2 separate regions of the Neogale vison genome follow, and region 1 is linked to region 2. Evidence: chromatin contacts called from public Hi-C data. All regions are on one chromosome and are shown on one strand. Each heading gives the region's core, a stretch centred on a gene start, on an enhancer-like site or on the middle of the called end of the contact. The rest is flanking DNA. Distances are from core to core; before and after follow the strand shown. Region 1 holds the start of GJA1 (gap junction alpha-1 protein). Region 2 has its middle 430 kb from the start of HSF2.

Region 1 (3,529 bases), core at 384-2,883, 460 kb after region 2:
GCAGTCCATCCGCCCCTGCTCCTCTCCCCCTCCCCTTCCTTTCCAGTGGCTCCCGCGGACCTGAGCCCGATTTGGCTGGTTAAGGATTTCAGGGAAACGTAGCAAAACCTCAACAAACCCCGGGGCTCGGGCAGCGCAGGAGTCCCCGGCGAGCCCGACAGATGCTAAGATGGCAGAGGCGCCCGGAGCCCCCCCGCCCCCCCCCGCCTCCGCCTAAGCTTTCATTTTTATTTGCTTTTCAGCATTCGCCGGTGCAAATACTTCAAACCTCAGGCTCGCACCAAGAATTTAAACTAATTACTTTGGCCTGTGAAGTGTGAACAGATAAAATCCTTAACGGGCACGAAAATGCACGGCTGCTTTTCTGGCTAACAGAATGAACGTTACCAACAGGAGCATTTAAGAAACTGAACACTTTAAAATAACAAATCAATGTAATCACTGCACAAGCAGCACCCAAGCAACTCCAACCCAAAGTTGCCCTACAGTTCTGAAGTCTGTTACAGGTTCGGACAGGCGTTAAGAGGGGTCGCAGGGCGGAGGGGGGAGGCTAGCTCGCTCTAAGGCTCCGCTTAAGAAATTTTGTTCCATATTCTTTCTAAGAGTTTCAGTCTTAGGAGGCGGTTTTGGAAACGCACCCTGGCATTCACTTTTGTTCTAAACGTCTCTTCTTCCCTTCTAATGCTTTGTAAGTAACCGCCACCCATTCAAGGGATTCATCTGCTGAGTCGCCAACGTGGTCGAGTAAAAAAGGTGGCTCTCCTGAGGGTCTCGTGTTTCCATAGTGGTTGCTAACAAAATAACTACTTACTGTTGCTTTAAAAACCTCAGTATTACAACTCTGATTTTTTATCTTTTTGTTTACTGGGGGAAAATTCTAGGAAGGAACCACGTGGAAGTCAAGTAACCGCAAGGTCTTAACAAAGCACTTTGTTAAGAAGTTTGCTTGGCCGGGCTATAGAACATCAATCAGGATTTACATATGAAAAAGCAAGAAGAGTAGAATTCTATAGCAAGCAAGCTAAGCAAATTTGCACTTTGATTTTTGTGATGTTGTCAGTCAAATTCCCAACCCAGGCCCCAACCGTCCCCCCACCCCAGTCACAAAACACCTAGGCTATTATCCATTACCAGAAAAAGTAAAATTATACTCTAAAATGAAGAACCAAATAGCCAGTAAACTGGTGCTTTATTCTAATCGGAAAGGTCTGGATCTTATTTTACCTGTTGCATTCCTGTTAGAAACTTTTCAACAGTTAAGAAAGTACTGAAAGTTCAATTTGAAATTTAAAACTAGAGACACATTTTTAAGTACATCATTCTACTTACAGTATCATATCAAAGCTACAGTTAAAACATTTTAAAACTTTAGAAAACTTTTACGTGTAGAAAAAGAAACGAATAGGTAAAGTTTGTTTTGTTCTTTTTTTAACTTACTCTTTCTCTTAAAAGAAGTAGGCACGCCAAGTGATTGAACTCCTTGGAGGATGAAGTAAAATGAAAAAGCAAGTTCAGGCACTCAGACCTGTCTATTTAAAGTTTAAAAGTCTGCTGCTGTTTGGTACTTTCTTCACTCCTTCCCCCTAATGAAAGAAAAGTGCTGATACCTCGTAAAAGCTTTTTCCTAATTGGAGCACAGAGCTTTTAAAAGTTTCAAGCCACTGACTCAACAAGGAGGAGGGGCTGGGGAAGGGGAGGGGCAGAGGAAAGGCGGGGAGGAGAGTGGAGAGGAGGCCGGTGAACGTGGAAAAGTGGGGGAGAAAGACCACAGAGGAATAGCCAGGTTGAGATCAAGTTGTAGTTGAAATTTGCTGACCAGAAAAATGGAATAGCATTAGAGACGTGAATGCCATTACTTGTATTTACTCTTTATAGATAGCAATTATTGGTTTTAGTTAGTGATTGTTTCACCAAAAGTCCGGGGATAATAAAAAGTTCTGTATTTTATAATATTATAATCTTTTCCTAAATTATATATATTGCATATTTCATGTTGCAGTAAATAAAAATGGTGGAACAGAGTTTAGCCAGTGCAAACTTGTTTCATATGGGCCAACGTGTGTGAAGCTAAAGGTAGGTGTGAGTTATTTGATGATCTAATTCCTTTCCTCTTGATTTAAGTAGGGACAATTAACAAAGGAACCAGTGGGATGGGAGAAAGACATTGCAAAAATGAATTTATGTGATGGTATGCCCATCCCAAACCTACCGTTCAACCCCCCTGACTGCTTTGAATTTTTACTCTTTCCTTCAGTTTAGCAAAAACTAGATTTACATTTACACATGTATTATATATAAAAGTTTTGACTTTGAGATCATGGTATCTGACCTCTACCAAATCTTTGAGGAACTAAAAATTTATAGTATCTCTGTTCCATTCATGGCAATGCATTAAAAAATAATGCGTTTGCAGTGAATATCAGGGTTTCTTTTTGTTTTTTGTTTTTAATGAAATACCCACATGTATGTTTGCGTTAAGTGGGTCCCAAAAACTATTGACCCTCCTGGTGACTATCTCCATCTCCAAAACCAACTGCAGAGTTTTCTGACCAGTGACAGAACCGTGCATATAAATTTTATTTATGTAATTTTCCTTCACTTCTCTCTTTAGCTCTTTGCATTAGGGTTTATAATGGCTTGAGTCATGTTGCCTCATTCTTAGAGTGGGTAGCTCCTTTGAGGACTCCCTAGATGCCATACCAGAGGGCTGTGGTAGGGCAATTCCCCATAAAGAGGCTTCAGTGATGCTCCTGAAGTTGGGCAGGGAAATGTCTTGGCCCTTATTTTCTGGAAACAAAGCAAACTCATCTAGCTTGAATATTCCTCACTCTTTTCACACTAATACAAGTACCAAGAAAAAGGAGATGGCAAATATTTCCTGACAGATGGCTTTCCCTAAATATACTTTCATTAAAATGATTATGAAACACCTTTTGAAATGTTGTTATTTTAAGACCAATTTTGCTCTCAGTTGCTCGGCTATACTATTTCAAGGGTACATTTCTCTTTAAAGTCAAAGAAGGTGAATAAAGAAATAGAAATTATAATCTGACTTTCATATCTCCAAGCTCAGCAACCCGTGAATATTGTTTTGGTTTTGTATATATATCATCCTATCCTTCACATGAGTCTGTTGTGTTGTCCTAACTAAAAAATACTGTTTTCAGTTTAGAAAACATTCATGAAAATGTGATTTATTCTCTTTATTATAAGAAAATCTGTTTCCTTCCTTTAAAAAAAGAAGTCTGTGCTTCATTTATTTTACATTACTCTGTTTCACTTTAATAAAATTATTTATCTAGTATAATTATTATTTAATTTATCCATTTTATTTAAAAATTTTCCTAAAATGCTAATTCAGAATTACTTGCATGATGAAAAAGTTGTGATTATTTTATAACAAGCTTTTTTTTTTTTTTTAAGATTTTATTTATTTATTTATTTGACAGAGAGAGACACAGGAAGAGAAGGAACACAAGCAGGGGGAGTGGGAGAGGGAGAAGCAGACTTCCAGTGGAACAGGGAGCCT
Region 2 (3,318 bases), core at 670-3,169:
ATCCAGAAAAATACAAATGGAAACCATAAGTGACCCTAAATGAACTCTATAATATTTTGTGAAATGTTATATAACATTTTATAATCAACCTTATGACTAAATACACCAAAGTCACAACAGATATTTCAAATCAGCAGTTTTGTTGCCAGAGATATCTGACAATTTTAATTCAGATATTAATACTCTGATTTATCTTTATAGATTCGGGTCCCATAAAAACTAAGGATGGAGTTCATAACTGAAATGTCTCTAAATATAATTCCTAAAAAATAATTAAATCTGCTGAAATATTTAGGTATGAGAAATTTTTGGAGAAAAAAATGTAGCAAAAATGTGCCTGTGTCATAGCACAGCAACCTCATATTTAGCAATATTTCTCCTCAGTTAAGCTGATCTCTTAGCAAATTATTTTAAATTACTCCCAAGAATTTGAGTATGTGCTATTAGTTGGAATGATATTGGTGCAAAGTTGAGAAAATCATTCCTGTCACTGTTTTGAAAACTTTACCTAAGGAAGAATTAGATAAATTCTAAATTTTTAAGGTTTGAAAATGAATTCTACCACAAGTTCAAACTCAAGAGGGAAACACTTTAAGTGTATAATTAATATGTTATTAGCAAATATTTAGTATAAAAACATCATACTTAAAAAAACCAAACACCAAAAAAACTCACTTTGTGTCTATTATAGGTGGAAAAATATTGGCTATAAGTATACCTTGAAACTTTTACTGTGAATAAGGAAATTTTACTACATATTCGGCTTGCCTTTATATAAGTAGTTAAACTCTAAATAATTATGTAGTTATAAATAAAGTTACATGACATATTAAGTTCTGTAAAGGGAAAAAACATGATTCTGTGTAGGTACATATAGCCCCCCAAATTTGCTTGTAAATGGTTTGGCTCTTAAACATAATTTCTCACAGAAAAATATTTCAAATTATAGCCTCCTCCCACCTGAAACCACTGAATGTATAATTAAGTTGAATCGTGGTTATTATATTTGACACAGTGCTCTGAGTACATGGAGGAAGAAGGCAGAGAACACACATTTACTTCTTTCCTGTCTATAGGGCTGACTGTGGATGAAATTTGGGCATAGGCAATGTACACTGGGACTCTTTGACTTTGTATTTGTTCCTCTTCATCTGAATATTGCTTGTTGATCAGTTTTTTGAATATGCTATACTCATTTGCTTTTTTAAACTATGCTCGTTGTCACACTACCCTACATCCACCTACCTCCCAAAGTACTCGGCTCAAAATTATCTCCCTCCCCAATTGTCCCTACTGCAGCGCCTAGCACATAGAAGAAAGACACTGAATAATCATTCATGGAAAGAATAAATGAAATAAGAGACAGAGAAAGTAAAGAAGTAAAGAGATAGCTTTAGCTCTAGCTGATCCTTTTATCTTATAGCCTCCACTTTCCCTACATTTATGTTCTCAGCTAGTTTCCAAGTTTCATAGAGTAGCTCTGCCAAATGGCTCGCTGGGAGGCAGGGGCTGGCATTTCAACGTGAAGGCGGGGTGGGAGGACAGCAGTGTGGATATGTAGATTTTTAGATTCGGTGTCAATGAATTTTAAATAGTGAGGTTGTAGGACTCAAAAGGCCATTATGAATCAGAACAAAACAAAGTAAACACAGAGTTGTCACGTGGCACAACAATTCTAGACTTGCTCCATATATGTTCCTGTGCCGGGTCTGAAAGCTGTCACAGTTCCCTCCTACCCAACACGGAGAGAGGCCCAATCAAACAGTCTATCTACAGTGTTCCCGCTGTGTAACTGCAGTTTAGAGTCAACAAAGCTCAGTGCTAAGTGTGGCTGCTGCGGTAATTCATGGGCGAGGTGCCTCCTTAGGCCTTTCCTGTGCTGCATACCTATCTTATTGCTAAGCTGCTTCTGGTTAAAAATTCATGCACATGCTCTTGTATGGTCAAAAGGAGACTTCCTGTGAACAGAACTCACTCAAGTCCTGACTTGGGCACATGGCCGGCTCCTGGCCAAAATGTGCCTACCAAGCCCCTAACAAATGAATCATGAATCTGGGTGACTGCAGAGACAAATGTTTACCATGGAACGATAACAAAAAAGTCTGGGCTTTTTGCCATTTAGGGGGAAAAAACATAAAAACTTTCTTATCCTTTCCTGGATAGAGCTCTAAGAAGGTACAGTGCTCTCAATTCAGTCTTTGGATGGCATATTGACAAAAAATGAGACTTCTTATAGGTTCACAATGAAATTATATATACATATATGAAGAAGTGATTTTTCTGTCTTGTGGTGACTCATTTGCTTTACCATTGAAACAGAGTAGGATAATGTTTTATAATTTTATTCTTTCCTATTATATCCCCTCATTGTCTAAGGCTATAGAGCAAACAGCCTGTGTTATTACTCACTGAGCACCAAGAATGAAGTCAGAGTTAGATAATTTTTAAGAACACGGGCCTTTGTAGTCAGGCAGAGTGGTTTTCAATTCCAGCTGTGCCACTGTCTGGTTGTGTGACTTCTAGCAGAGTTATTTAAACATCTTTCTCTGTGTTACAATCATTGCAATTAGACAACATGTGTTAAGCACTTAGAACAGTGCCTGGAACGGATTAAGTGCTCAATAAATGTTATTCGATGATTATTTGTTTACTGGTATTATTCCTAAAATTACTAATAGGAAAAATTTCCCCTACAAGCATTATAGCCAAAGAGCCAAAAATACATAGCAATAGCATTATGCCCTGCTAAACTAGATTTATTTGTTCATCTAAGAGAAGCCTTGAGAAGAAGTCTTTTAAGTTAACTATTTGTTTATTACTTACTTTTTCTTGGCTTAGGATCTTATTCTACTCTGTGCTTTTATCAACCCTTCTCACTATGCCTGGTGCATAAAATAATACTTTATAAAATGGAGTTAAGGCAAATAAGAGCTCCAAGACAATAGAATATCTAGTGTGATTATATATTCTATTCCAGAGAGAGAAAATTAAGAAAAAAAGCTTTGGAATTTTTATGAATAGTTTATTATTGATATTCTATGTTATGTATGTACATACATATATAGACGACCCTTGTCTTTGGGACTGGAATGTGTAACTTAGATATGCTCATCTTTCCTTCTGGCTAGCAGAATACTTTTCCTTCAACTGCAGTTTGCTTTTATTTGGCTCTCTGGGAAGCTGACAAGCTGTGTGATGTTCCCATGTTCAGCATACAGAGACTTTGCAGGTTCTCTAATATCCTCATTCAGATATTCAGGGAGAAGCCGAAAACACCAAACTAGTTTCAGTGATGCTGGAAGTGTACCAGGAAATTTC

What was found. Hi-C and Micro-C count contacts between places; a contact is called where the count stands out from the background.
Region 1: a contact with region 2 is called in a Hi-C map of fibroblasts, with 8 times the contacts expected there. The contact joins the promoter of GJA1 here to the enhancer-like site in region 2. A contact is called at or near these places in 2 of 3 Hi-C or Micro-C datasets (fibroblasts and muscle).

What each region holds. Positions count from the first base shown.
Region 1 is chr1:78,978,393-78,981,921 of ASM_NN_V1, forward strand. It overlaps GJA1 (gap junction alpha-1 protein), which reads right to left and starts at 1,634. Exons shown (of 2, transcript XM_044249718.1): 1 at 1,438-1,634.
Region 2 is chr1:78,520,737-78,524,054 of ASM_NN_V1, forward strand. No RefSeq gene overlaps it. Among named protein-coding and RNA genes, the nearest start is that of HSF2, 430 kb to the left of the region's middle. Within about 2 kb of position 1,920, the one cell type or tissue checked has open chromatin away from gene starts, as enhancers often do. A contact at or near this core is called in fibroblasts, where this site is marked.